Linked DNA regions of Gossypium hirsutum: regions 2, 3 and 4 are each linked to region 1. A link is a contact called in public Hi-C data. All regions are on one chromosome and are shown on one strand. Each heading gives the region's core, a stretch centred on a gene start, on an enhancer-like site or on the middle of the called end of the contact. The rest is flanking DNA. Distances are from core to core; before and after follow the strand shown.

Region 1 (3,142 bases), core at 83-2,582:
AACTTTATTGCTGTAATAAGAACATTTTTCATTTCTCTCCCTGTTTTTCTTAATTTTCCTGTAAAATTTCAAAAAATTAATGCAGCATGGTGATTTTTTTTGACAGGAACCGACTTAAAAAAAATTGAAGTACCAAAAATGAGTAATGTTTGAATTAAGCCTAACAAGCAAATGGATATGTAGTAGTATTTTTTAGTCTGAGACCGCACATCCAATTTCTATCATCTTTTCATATCTTCAAGCATTATTGCACAAAAGCTCATCGGTAGGAGATTGGGAGCCATTAATATAATAATCCTCCATTGTATGGCTATTAGATTCTATCATGTCAAGCAATTAGCAATCGTCCAACCCAAGTGATCTTACCACTACCCTTTGCTTCTTTTAACCACTGTTTGCAATTTGTTAACTGGGGATTCCATTCATTTGTGTAAACATTGGATTTTGGGTTTGGGGAAACAGTATTCATGATAATCACACGGCCACAAAAGACATTTGCATAAAGCTGCCGTATGTGTATATATATATCCATGTTATCGTCATCCACTTACTAAATTCCTGAGTGTACACGGACTAAAGAATATATTCCTTATCTTATAATTATATATAAATCAGCAAATTTTATTATAACAGTACTGGAAGGAGAAACATATGGAAGATCATCAAAATATCAAGTGAAAAATGAAACAAGATTAAAGATACGCCTCCTTTGAAGTTTTATATTGTTGTTCTGATTCTGTAGTGGTGGAATCCGATTCTATAGTGCCTGCTTCTCGGTACACCAATACTCGATATCAAACTTGGCGCCCCTGGGAGATTCTTAAACCACTTAACCACTTGTGGTTGAATATGAAGACGGTGGTTTTTGTCAACGTTTGGCGCCACACCTCCTAAGGGGGCATCTATCGATCAGCTGCTCACTGTGTGTTGCTACTTGCTGGTTTTGTTCTACTCCTCAAGGCGTGTACTGCTTTGATGTTTCTATTTGCTAATTGAATTCATATTTTGTTGGAAGAAAAGACAAAAATAAATACTATCATTAGGCATCCGCAACGAAGGTTTTGGCTTTCGATGGTCAAAGAAAGAGAAAGGTACTTTTTTTTGTTCTTTTGGGTTCCTTTAATAATGGGTGGAGAGGATTTGATATGTTTCTCTCCTAATCTTCCTCCTCTCAAGCTTTTTTACTATAAGTTAGCAAATCTTTAATAAAAAGACACTTTGTTATTACAAAAAGAAACTGTTCGTTAATATGATAATTTTCAAATAAAATAATAAAATGAAAGAATTCTTAGTATAAAACAAGAGGTTCCAAGGATGATGAGTCAAAAATTAACTTATGTGAGGTGTGAAGACCATTCTCTCCTCCAAGTTGAACTGAAACCATCAAATGCTCTTCCCTTCCCCTCTCTTTAAATACCCCCACCACTCTCACCATGCTTTTCTACCTCACACTCGAGATCAAATACCAACATAATTACTCAAGTTGAGAATAGGAGAGAGAGAGAACAATGGTGGGTTCCCCCCCCCCCGCCCTTTTAATTTTTTATTTTGCTGCTCTTTTTATGTTGTCATCTCACTCATTATTCGTCCTCTCGTTGCTTCATTCAAAGTACAAACAGCAGACAACAAACTCGCCTTTTATTGTACAGGAAGGAGGATACCATTACTATTACTAACTCGTTGCTTCATTATTCGTCCTCTCGTTGCTTTCCTAGATACTATTACTAACTCGCCTTTTATTGTACAGGAAGGATACCAGGATAATAGATGGGAAGGGTATGTGGATTGGAGGGGCAAACCTGCTTTAAGGGGCCAACATGGTGGCATGGTGGCTGCCTCCTTTGTCTTGGGTTAGTTACCTGATCTATTCCTTTTTGTTCCTTTTGACACAAATAAAGGGTGAGCTTCCGCTGGAGGCTTATTTTATAGGTTGGTTCCATCCCTTAGTTTAATGATAAATTTTGGGTGTACGTAGTTGTGGAAGTGGTGGAGAACCTGGCCTACTTGGCAAATAGTAGCAACCTGGTGCTGTATCTGTCAAAGCACATGCACTTATCTCCATCAAAATCGGCAAACGATGTCACCAATTTCATGGGGACAGCCTTCCTTCTGGCTCTGCTTGGGGGCTTCTTATCCGACACTTTCTTCACTACTTATCACATCTACCTCATAAGCGCACTCATCCAATTCCTGGTACTCCATTTTCACGCACTCTTATCTTTAGAACTCTCTATGTTTTGTTTCATTATTGCACTTCATCCGCATTGTGGTTCTCATAAATAAAAGACACGGGCAAAAATCTGATAGTATTCCCTCTCTGCGACTTCGGTATAAACAAAAAACCCAGTCTGCCTAGGTACAACAACTAACGAGGCCTTACTAAAAAATGTCAGTACATTTGTCCACTTTCTTTCGGATCCCAAAAGTAAGCTAATTCTGAGATAATAAAATAGGGTCTGTTTCAATTCAACCTTCCATCACATATTCGAACTTCCAACAACAATCGGTTATGTTAGCTATGCTTTCAAATGCCTCGTATTCCATTAAAGAAATTCCTTTTTTTCTTATCCATAAATTGGGAAGTGGGGCGGGTGGGTCCTGGAGTAGGCCAATGTTAGGGTGTTAGTCATGGGACTTATCCTTTCAAAACCGACGCCTTGGGATTTTAGTTTAACGATAAGAGAGCTTTAGCTCTACACGTACCGCATGAGTGTCAAACAGTCGCTGGAGCTCCTACCCTATGTCATACGTCTAATACACGGTAATTTTCAACTCTTCATCCACCAATCACTGTACAGTATGTGGCTGGAGAAAGAGACGAATCCGAAGAAAATCCTGGGAAAACCAAATCCATTTAATAATGGGTGCGTAGCTTTCTTCGAATGAAAAAGGGAAATGAAGCAAAGGTTGCTCATTTCATTTTGGGCAGGTTCATGAACCACGTGGGCGGCCATTGATAGAGCCCAAGCGAAACTTGAAAGTCTATTTAACTGAGAATCATGCTCACCCTGCACCATTCAATATAACAAAGCCATGTCGTCAACAACCCGGTTGCTTTACAGTGACATATCATTGAAATCTTTGCAGTGCAATCCTTGTGTGGCAAACGCCAGATAAAGGAAAAACCATATTGAACGGCCCA
Region 2 (3,529 bases), core at 847-3,346, 400 kb before region 1:
GTATGATATAAGCAAGAGATCTGAATCAATATTATACCCCTCTAATCTTGAACTCTCTTATTATACTTCTATCCCTAAAATTTCTTTTTTTAGTTTATTGATAAAACTCCAATCAGTATACAATTCATCAGAAAACAAATTTTCTGGTGTGAAAAAATATATAATTTTGTATCATTTCCCCAAAAGTTGCTAAACTGGGTGGATACGTAAAAGATATTTTTTCTTTTCCATCACTTTGACATGTATAAAAAAAATATTGTGACATATCATTTTTTATAGCATTTTCAACCCGGTCATTTTTTATATATCGCAAAGGTCGATTCAATCGTTTAGAATAAAAAAGAAGTGTCACAAGAGGTTTTTCACAGGAATTGATCGCATATAATAATTAAAAAATAAATTAAATTGAAACCAAGTATATTAAATAGTTTCATTAGTTAATACGAAATCGTAATTACTAAAATATAGGAAAAAGTGTGGGTTTTTTATTAAATTATTATAAAAAATTAAAAAATAACTAAAATATTATAACTTTTTTTATTTACCAAAATATCATAAATTTTTTTATTTACCAAAATATACCAAAAAAACTAAAAACCTGCAAAAAAAAAAAACCTGTGGCGGCACCAAAGGTGCCAAAGAGATTAGCGGCACCAATGGTGCCAAAGGACTAAAATGTAGCTATCTGCAATTTCAAGGACCTAACATGCAAATTTACTATTTTGAATTTTGAAAGTGAATTGTTGGTGGGGCGCACTAAAATTGAAATGTGGCTAATTGTCTTCTAAGCCCTCCTTATTTTAATTAAGTAATAAACTCTAATTAGTTAAGTGATAATTAAGATACTTAGAATTCTAATTAAGTAATAACTCTATTTTAATTTAATAAACTATTCTCATTTAATAAACTCTAATTTAATAAACTCTATTTTGGTAATTTGATGAGAATAGTTTATTAAATTAAAATAGAGTTATTAAGTAATTTGACGAGAATAGTTTATTAAATTAAAATAGAATTATTACTTAATTAGAATTCTAAGTATCTTAATTATCACTTAACTAATATTAGATTTAATTAAAAAAATTAATAGAAATACCAGGCATGCTTTATTGAAAAGCCAGAAGTAATAATAAAACCGATCACCCATAAATGTAACCCAAATAGAAAAAATAAATTATAATTATAAGCTATTCTCATCAAATTTAGTAAATTTTTTAAATAAACTATTCTCATCAAATTACCAAAATAATATATAAAATGCGAATTAGTTTATACTTTTTTAAATAGCTTTACTTTAGGTAAAATATATTTACTTTAATAATAAAATAAAGGGGTTTTATGAGTAAAAATCATAGATTAAGAGCTTATTTAACTACAAAAATAGGTTGAGAGCTTGTTTATTAAATAAAAAAGTGAGTTAAAGGGGGAATAAAAAGAAAATAAACAAGCCACAGGTTTTTTTTTGCAAGTTTTTATTTTTTTGGCATATTTTAGTAAATAAAAAAATTATAATATTTTAGTTATTTTTTATTTTTTTATAATAATTTAATAAAAAATCTAAAAAGTGTTCACTTCGTAACAATAAATAAAAATGCTGACATATTGCGCGGATAACAATACCACTTACCACTTTTCATAAAACCAACTTTTCACTAACTAATTTTTCTTAAAATGCATCAAAGCCTTATTTTAGATAATATCTTATTTTCTTAATTCTGCATCGCACGGGTTAATTTTGAGTATTAATTAAAATATATTAATTTTTTTTAAATTAATATAAATAATTAATAGTAATTATTTTTAAATATTAAAATCAATTTAATTAAATATTGAAATATAAATAATTAGATAAAGAATAGTGATTTTACATTTTATTATTATTTAATATGAATTGAAATATATTTAAAGTAAATTATAAGAAAACAATTATTTAAATTATTTTCAAAAAGCTTTTACTTTTCCAATTTGAGGATTTAGCAAATTGATTTTATACTTTTTATTTATTTATAAAAACAATATTTTTAATTGGTATTATGTAAACAAATTGAGAAGTGTGAATTAATATTATATCCCACTAATCTCGCCCTCTTTTACTGTCTGACTTTATACTCCTACTTTATAGTGTCAATGTCCAAAATCAAATCCCCCATTTCCCATTTTGTTTCTCTCTCATTCCACCATGTCCTTCCTCGTCCTTTTCCTGCTCTCCTTGGCTCCCCTCTTCCACTCTTCCTCCCCTTTGCCCTACCCTTACAGTAAGCCACTCCCACCACCTTTTGTTTTTTTTTTCCCTACTCTCGCTCACTATCTGCTAACTGCTGCTATTTTATTTTGTTTTTCTTTTCTTTGCAGACACTAGCTTCCACATTGACTGCGGCAGTTCCACTCCTTCCACCGACTCCTACAACATCTCTTGGCTACCCGACAAATTCTTCACTGGCGGCTCCACCTCCGTGGTCTCCGAGCCCCTACATTTCCATCTTCAACACGAAAAGACTCTCCGTTACTTCCCACTCTCCTCCGGTAAGAAGAATTGCTACAATATCCCCCTTCCTGCTGGCCGTTACTACATCCGTACTTTTACCGTTTACGACAACTACGACGGCAAATCCCATTCCCCTTCCTTCGACGCTTCTGTCGAGGGCACTCTCGTCTTTTCCTGGCGCTCTCCTTGGCCCGAATCTCTCACTCGAGATGGCGCTTACTCCGATCTCTTTGCCTTCGTCAAAGACGGTCAACTCGATTTATGTTTTTACAGCATTGCCACTAACCCTCCCGTCATCGCTTCTCTCGAAGTCGTCCAGATCGACCCTTTGTCATATAACTCCGCCCAAACCGGCGACAGCTACATTCTAGTCAACTATGGGCGGCTCTCTCCCGGTTCATCACAATGGGGACCCGGTTTCACATCCGACCCGGACGCCTTCGGCCGCTCCTGGCAATCCGATTCCGATTACCGAGCAGGAAAGTCGGAATCCGCTAAAGTTATAACCACTAAAGAAAAAATAACCGGTACCGAGAAAGCGCCGAATTACTTTCCCATGAAATTGTACCAATCGGCGGTGACAATTGAGGGACGTCTGGAATACGAATTACCAGTGGATGCAAAGCTTGATTATTTGGTGTGGTTTCATTTTGCGGAGATCGATTCGACGGTTAAAAAGGCAGGGGAGAGAGTGTTCGATGTGCTGGTCAACGATAAGAATGTGAGTAGAGTGGATATATTGAAGGAAGTTGGGAGCTTTGCGGCCTACAGTTTAAATTATACGGAGAAGAATTTGAGCAGTTCTGTGTTGAATGTGAAGCTGTCGCCTGTGGCAGGGGCTCCGTTGATCTGTGGGCTTGAAAATTACGCCATGGTTCCAGCTGATTTGGCCACGGTTCCTGAACAAGGTAAAGATGCTGAATTTTTATTATTTATACGAACTTTTTAGTGATCTGCATGTTAAGCTGAAAGCTGCGTATGAGAGTTTGGTTGGTCCTTGAAATCATTAGCTTTCTATAGGAAAATTAGACTTTTTGGGTAGTT
Region 3 (3,282 bases), core at 669-3,168, 430 kb after region 1:
CACTAGAGGATTTTTTTCCAAAAAAATCATAGATATATATACCTGCCTGAAACCACCTTTGCTATTTCTGTCCATCTATTGCCAAATATTTTTTGAGCCTGCAAATCACCTTATGTCATCAGCACATTCAGGATCTACAGAAACACTTATCCAAACTGAAACTAAGTGGCTGTTGTTTGCCCTACTTTTGAAAGACAAAAACTGTGTCAATTAGTTTAAGGTCTGGCCTACCTCTCTCTATATATTTGTTTTTCCTGTTTGGAAAACTCAAAACCTACTGTACCAGTAACATGCAATAGCCTGATACAACTGATCAATGAAAGTAACATTTCCTCCAAATACATCATAAGAAGATAAGTTCTTGAAAAATTCATTTCAAGTTTTATTAAAGTAACACTGACCCCATTTAACTTGAATGGAAATGGAGGTTTTAAACTTATTTAATTACCTCACATAAAAGCATATCTTCCTCTGGTGACCATCCTCCTTTCTTGAAATCAGAATTCAAGTATGTGTACCATCTGTGTTTTTGTTGTGACAAAAAAAGACATTAGATTAAAAAGTCAAACAAGACTAAAAATGATCAAACTTTTGGAATCATCATGGTTTCACCAACCTTCTTCTGCACTGCCTTGTGGTTTTATCCTTGAATTTAGAGGCAATGATCGCCCAGCTGCACTCAAACATTAAAACCAACACAAATCCATTCAATTTCATCCATCATTAAAAAAACAACAAACAAACCCTTCAAATGAACGAATGAATGAATAAAAGGCTCACTTTTGAGTCCCATGTAAACTGATTTGTTCTCGAAGTATATCATCTTCCTGCAAACACCCCCCCCCCCAATATCAAATTAATAAGAACCCCCCAAAACAAAGAATCAATCAATCAAATAATAAACAAAACAGAGGGAACCAAAGAAGAAAACTATTTTAAAAAAGAAAAGAAAACCTCTTGATTCCACGTCACTATATGACGCTCCTTCTTCTTGGAATCTTCATTGCCACCATTCTTCTTCTTTGTTTCCTGCATATTCTTTTTCTTCTTTACTCTAATCTCTGTCTCTCTTAGTTGCTGGCCTTCCTTGACGCTCCCTTCCCTTTTATTAAAACCCAAGTGGCATCCTCAAAAAGCCAACCCTTTATTATAAAAAAAAAAACCATGAAAAAGGGAACCAACGCTTCCACTTCCCTCTCTTTTATCTTTTTTACTACAAAACTCACTGTTGGGTTCAAACGGAATCCTTATTACTCTCAATAACTCTATGCTTTGTTTCCCCCTTCTACTCCGTTATTCCTCGGATGCTAACCCTTTCTTTTTCCTGTTTATACTTAGAAAATAGAATCACAACGTCTCCACCAGTTATATGGTCAATAAAAGCTTGAGCTTTGTGATTCAAATGTACATGTATATACGTAGAATCGAAAAGGGTAGATCTATAATGGATAAAAAGAATTAAAACTTTGAAGAGAAGGGAAATGGAAGAGTGATGGAATGATGAATCTGGAAGAAATATATATTTTGGGCTTTTTTCTTTCAAATAAAGAGAGAAACTTTTTGGAAAAATACTCTCTTTCTTGCAAGGGTTTTTTAGGATTTATTTTGTTGATTTCAAACAATGGAAGAAAAGAGCTAAAAAATATTAATTTAAATCAACGGATTCTTGCTTTAGTGCGCGGGTATGAAGAAGAGTTTGAAAATATTAAAAGAAAAAGAAAATTAAATAAATAAATAACGCCGAATTTCATGACGCTGTTATGAATGCCCTGGACACTTACCCCACTCTGCTCCTAAAGCAAACCCTATTTTTACTATTTTCTTATTTTTATAAATTTAATAATTTATCCATTTTCTTTTCTGTTTTTTTCCCTGAACTATGATGATTTTAGCGGACATAAAAACTGATGAACCTTCGTATTTCTTCACATCACAGCTCTTCTTCTTATATATATTCTTATTTTGGGGGGTGAATTTTAGTTTTCAAAATTCAAAACAATCCCCAGGCGCAACATATTCACGTGAAAGAAACGCGTGTGTTGATTGGATGTAATGCCTGTGCATCAGTCAACGTTGATGGTTTTCATTGGGCAGTGCAACGCACGTGAATAGTTTGCATCATTGGAATTGGGCTTTTTATTATTGTTTTTGGCTTAATTTTCTGACGCGACAAGTTCTTTTTAATGGCATTTTGTTTGTGTTATTTTATTTTCTTAAAAATGAGATGCTTTTGCTTTCATATTCATTCGATTTTCTCACCTTCCATTTGTTTGGTTGTTTGTTCATGTGAAGCTTATTAATTCCAGTTAGATTTTTGGAGGGAAAAATACCAAATCAAAAATAGGAAACTTCTCTTTTGGTTATTGGTTTGGATATTTAATGATCCAACACAAACATTGTTTGTCTTTTCTAAAGAAGAAAATGACAATATATATTCCAAATTCAACATTTTTACCTTGAATATTCTATTATTATTTTATTTGTTACAAATACCAACTTTAAATTGTTTAACTCATGATTTTGCATTTATATCACATTTTCTTTAAAATATTTCACTTACCCATATGGTTTTATATTCTGTCGTTATTTTTTTATATTTTAACAATTCAACCATCATATTTCATTAGAGCGGGCAAAACAGACCTGAGCCCAAAAGTTCGCCCATGCCAATCCAAGTTTATAATGATCAGAATTCGAGGAAATCCAAACCCGAGATAGATCCAATCTAAAACTCAAATTTATGATAATATGTATTTTAAATATTATATGATTATATTAAAATTTTATAAATAATAACACTAAATTATAAAATAAAATAAATTTTAAAAAAATTAATTATGGATATACAATAATTTTTAATGCAATTATTATATATGTATAATAAAAACTCAAAGTTAGTAATTATATAAAAATAAGATGATGTAATAGATTAATTTAATGTTATGAATTAAGCCTAAACAAACTCACCTACTGAATTACTTAAACTTTTAGTTAATGAAAAATCATATTATATGTACTTGTTGTACCCATAATCGTTTGAAAAATGAACCAAAAAAAAACCTCTTAATCACCTTTGGTTTCATTTTTGGTAGGTTCCAAAAATTGTATACTAAGGCAAAATGGGTATATAAGGGCACATGACATGTACAAAATTTAGATAAATTTTTATTATATTTTATTTATATTTTACAATTTTTATAGTTTGTTAGTATTTTTTACTAATTATCAATTATTATTATAATTATCATATTTTTATAATAATTTATAATTTTTTATAATATT
Region 4 (3,642 bases), core at 660-3,159, 330 kb before region 1:
ATTAGTAGTTGTATTAAGAGAATCCCAAATTAAGTAGGGAAGAAAGATTTTGCTCCTTTTAAGTCTATGGTCAAAAATCTCTTCAGCCATTTTCATTTTCAATTTTAATATTGAGCAAATTTTTTCTGCTTCAATAAATTTAGAGCAATATCCTTGTCAATTTTGAAAGTGACTAACTAACAATAACTAATCACAACATTAATAAATTGATATAATAAGAAATTTAGCTATCATAATTTATACATTCTATCAAATTAAAAAAATGTGTAAACATCGAAGGCTTAAGTTGTTATTAAACTAATAAAAATTATGCACAATTGACGAAAGGCATTAACATTGTGATTATGATTATCTTTAATTACTCACTATCAAAATTAATAGAATTTAAATTCTTTCAAATTTTTTGAGAAGGACTAATTTAATCAATTTCAAGCACCAAAAAATCTTGTTACCTGAGTCTTTTAATTGTAAGACCACCACTCTCAACCTATTTTCAAATTGCAAATAAAAATAATTTTAATGAATTTTGAAAATATGCAAATTATTTTTTATTTTAAAAAATACAAACTGTTACTATTTATTATTATTATTATTATTATTATTATTTTGTCATGTGAGATCAACTAAAATGTAATTTTGGATCTATGTTGAGATATAGAAAAAAATTTAAGTTCAGAACTAGGTTAAGCATGAGGAATATTTAGAATTGGTATCTCGTCACATGTGTGATGCATTAATTTTTAAAAAAATATAAGTTTAATTTAGTATTTAAATGTGATGTAATGACGTGAGAATTTATGTATATATATTAGAGTAAATCATATTTTATTTAAAAAATAAAAATATCTCTGAATACTTTTTGATTAATGCAAAAGCATCGAATTTTATTCGAAATAGGAAGAAAATTTATTTACAAAGTGTATTCCATTTTTAATAAAAGTGGATTAAATCTCACCCAACACTATGAACATTTCACGACCTATATTAAATCTGGATGTTGTCTTATGCACTTAAGAACACTTCATGCATGCATCACATCATATGATAGAAATTGCATTATTATGAATATAAATTAAATTAAATTGTGTTGTACTCACAATATGGGTAAAAAAACTATCATATGATAAGAATTGTATTATTATGCATCATATCATATGTTAAAAATATTTTCTTTTAAAATCTATTTAATAATGATCATACCAAATTTGCATATTTTTTATATAAAATAAACATGTATTTTAATACTATTAAACACGTGTTTGATCCTTAGATTTGTAATTTGTAATTTTTTTATTTAAAGATAATATTAAAATATAGATGATATTAACATATTTTATGTTTGTTCAAACTCGGTCCGACCAAAAATCTGGATTTAAAATTTTGCTTAAACCTATCCATATTTACAAAAGACTAACCCCAACTCATTTTAGACCTGTCCATATTATTTTTTAATTAAAAAAACATTTATATTATAGTATTTTAATATTTAATATTTAATAATTAATAATTTTATACATTTTTTATTTATTGAATTTTTTATATAGCCATATTAACATTATTTTAATATTTACATTAGAGTATAGGTTTATTTTTTTTATTGAGTTCTAAATTTTATAATATATAAAAATAACATAATATAAATATTGTAAACTTAAAATAGATCGGGTCGGGTCGGATTAGGCTTTTAAATGTTCAAGCTCAAGCCTAACCCATATTTTAAACGGGATTGATATTTTTATCCAAACCCATTTTCTAGACCTATTATTTTTGTTTAAATCCTCCTAAATTTTAAATAGACATTCGGGCTTAGATAGATAACGGAAACATGAACAGATGTATTGTATTATAGCGCTCATTTGGTTGAGACATGCATATATGTTAATAACAAATTAAAAAGAAATTTGAAGGAGAAATTATATCAAAGTATAGGGCTAAGAGGTGAAAGGAGCAAACCGAGTATAATTAAAACATAGGATCCAATCCAAGCCCATGTCCTCCTGCTCCTACCATTGCCCCATATCCCTTATCCTATCTCCACAAAGCAACTTTTAAGACTCGTATCCTCACATCTCTCTCTCTCTCTCTCCCACTCTGCAATACAAAATGTTATCCATGGCTACTTCATCTACACTCCATACTACTTTCACTTGTCATTCCTTTCGTTATCAGAAATCCTTTAACACCCCCTTTTGCTTTAACAAAAATCCCATTTTGAAGAAAACAATCAAAACTCCAACACTAACCGCTTCGGTTGCCACGGAAGCTGTCACTGAGACTGAAACACCATCCGACTTCATCATTCCTCAGAAACCTGAGGAGGTGGTCAAGCAAGTTGGAAAGCCAAGACTGGTTTTGAAATTCATATGGATGGAAAAGAACATCGGGCTTGCCCTTGATCAAGTCATACCGGGCCACGGCACTGTTCCTCTAAGTCCATATTTCTTCTGGCCAAGGAAAGATGCCTGGGAAGAGCTCAAGGCCACTCTAGAAAGTAAGCCTTGGATTTCTCAGAAGAAGATGATTATCCTTCTCAATCAGGCCACTGATATCATCAATCTATGGCAGCAAAGTGGTGGCAACCTTTCCCAGAGCTAGATGTGCATTTTTTTTATATAATTTTTTTTGTCTTAGCTATGCAAAATGGCCTCGGTTAATCCACTGAATTTGAGAATGTTTGGTTTGAAACCTCTTAGCTCTGAACTAAGATATGAATTGTTGGTTTTAATAGGATAACAAACACTGCTGAATTGTTGGTATTTCCCTAGAGATCCACATATTTGTATATTTTTCATCCTTGTTAGATATGAATCTTTACCAAGTTAGTTTTTCTTTCATGATCATTAGATGTCATTGATGTAGATGGTATACGAATTTGATGCTAGTTTTTATAGAATTACCTTAGCTTTGTATAACTTTACCAGCCAAAGCATTATCGAGGAAAATCTATTAACTTAGTTTGGGTACCCTGTGGCGGTAGATGCATACATGCATTTGCCTAAGTGTGTTTAACTTGTACTAATTGAAGATAAATGAAATAATGTTTCTGCTAAAAGGACAATATTTCATCTCCTTGTTCAATATTGCAACTTAATTTCATCGCCTTCCCCTTTTGGGGATTTATATTTAATGCACTCACATAACCATGAGTCCATTATTTTGGTTCCACGATTTCTCTTGGGTGTAGTCATTAAGCCTATTCAAGTTGTGTTGCATTCTGGTTTTTTCCCTGCAGGATGATACGTACTTGCATGCTAAGGCAAGGTAGTATAATTATGTTTGGGAACTCGACTTGTTTTCCAACATATTTTTCTTCGAAAATAATTCCAAAAATGTTAACATCCAGTTTACATCTCAAGAAAATAAACAAAAAAGGGGAAACAAACAAACAAACTTATAGACCTGACTGATGCTATAATGCAACTCGCCAAACTTCAAAATCAAATCAGTATACTGATGCTCCTCAGTAGCCACGAACTTGTCTAGTCCTTACAGAAAACGGCGCCTTATTAATGGTAAAGGGTCGTTTACCTTTCGTCCCAGAACTTTGAGCCACATGTTCTGTGGGGTTTTCAGGTACAGCCTCCACCTTCAAGCCAGCACGAAGGCTTGAGGGGATTTGCTTATCAGATGAGTTCTGAAACA

Evidence for each region. A called contact is a pair of places that touch in the nucleus more often than the background predicts.
Region 2: a Hi-C map of leaf shows a contact between it and region 1, with 2.8 times the contacts expected there. The contact joins the promoter of LOC107887012 here to the promoter of LOC107894981 in region 1. A contact is called at or near these places in 2 of 34 Hi-C or Micro-C datasets (hypocotyl and leaf).
Region 3: a Hi-C map of leaf shows a contact between it and region 1, with 2.5 times the contacts expected there. The contact joins the promoter of LOC107948812 here to the promoter of LOC107894981 in region 1. A contact is called at or near these places in 7 of 34 Hi-C or Micro-C datasets (callus, hypocotyl, leaf and 1 more).
Region 4: a contact with region 1 is called in a Hi-C map of leaf, with 2.1 times the contacts expected there. The contact joins the promoter of LOC107887169 here to the promoter of LOC107894981 in region 1. A contact is called at or near these places in 4 of 34 Hi-C or Micro-C datasets (callus, leaf and petal).

What each region holds. Positions count from the first base shown.
Region 1 is chrD02:38,543,472-38,546,613 of Gossypium_hirsutum_v2.1, reverse strand. LOC107894981 (protein NRT1/ PTR FAMILY 4.6) reads left to right here and starts at 1,332. Exons shown (of 5, transcript XM_016820139.2): 1 at 1,332-1,511; 2 at 1,748-1,850; 3 at 1,976-2,193. The coding sequence starts at 1,509. It overlaps LOC107894980 (a long non-coding RNA gene), which reads left to right. Exons shown (of 2, transcript XR_001683337.2): 2 at 1-103.
Region 2 is chrD02:38,941,080-38,944,608 of Gossypium_hirsutum_v2.1, reverse strand. LOC107887012 (receptor-like protein 4) reads left to right here and starts at 2,096. Exons shown (of 9, transcript XM_041088536.1): 1 at 2,096-2,255; 2 at 2,353-3,393. The coding sequence starts at 2,180.
Region 3 is chrD02:38,117,119-38,120,400 of Gossypium_hirsutum_v2.1, reverse strand. LOC107948812 (transcription factor MYB124) reads right to left here and starts at 1,918. Exons shown (of 12, transcript XM_016883467.2): 1 at 955-1,918; 2 at 781-827; 3 at 617-673; 4 at 449-521; 5 at 43-98. The coding sequence starts at 1,035.
Region 4 is chrD02:38,868,853-38,872,494 of Gossypium_hirsutum_v2.1, reverse strand. It overlaps LOC107887169 (30S ribosomal protein 3-1, chloroplastic), which reads left to right and starts at 1,909. Exons shown (of 1, transcript XM_016811332.2): 1 at 1,909-2,834. The coding sequence starts at 2,104. The coding sequence ends at 2,595. LOC121214649 reads right to left here. Exons shown (of 5, transcript XM_041088534.1): 5 at 3,290-3,642. The coding sequence ends at 3,461.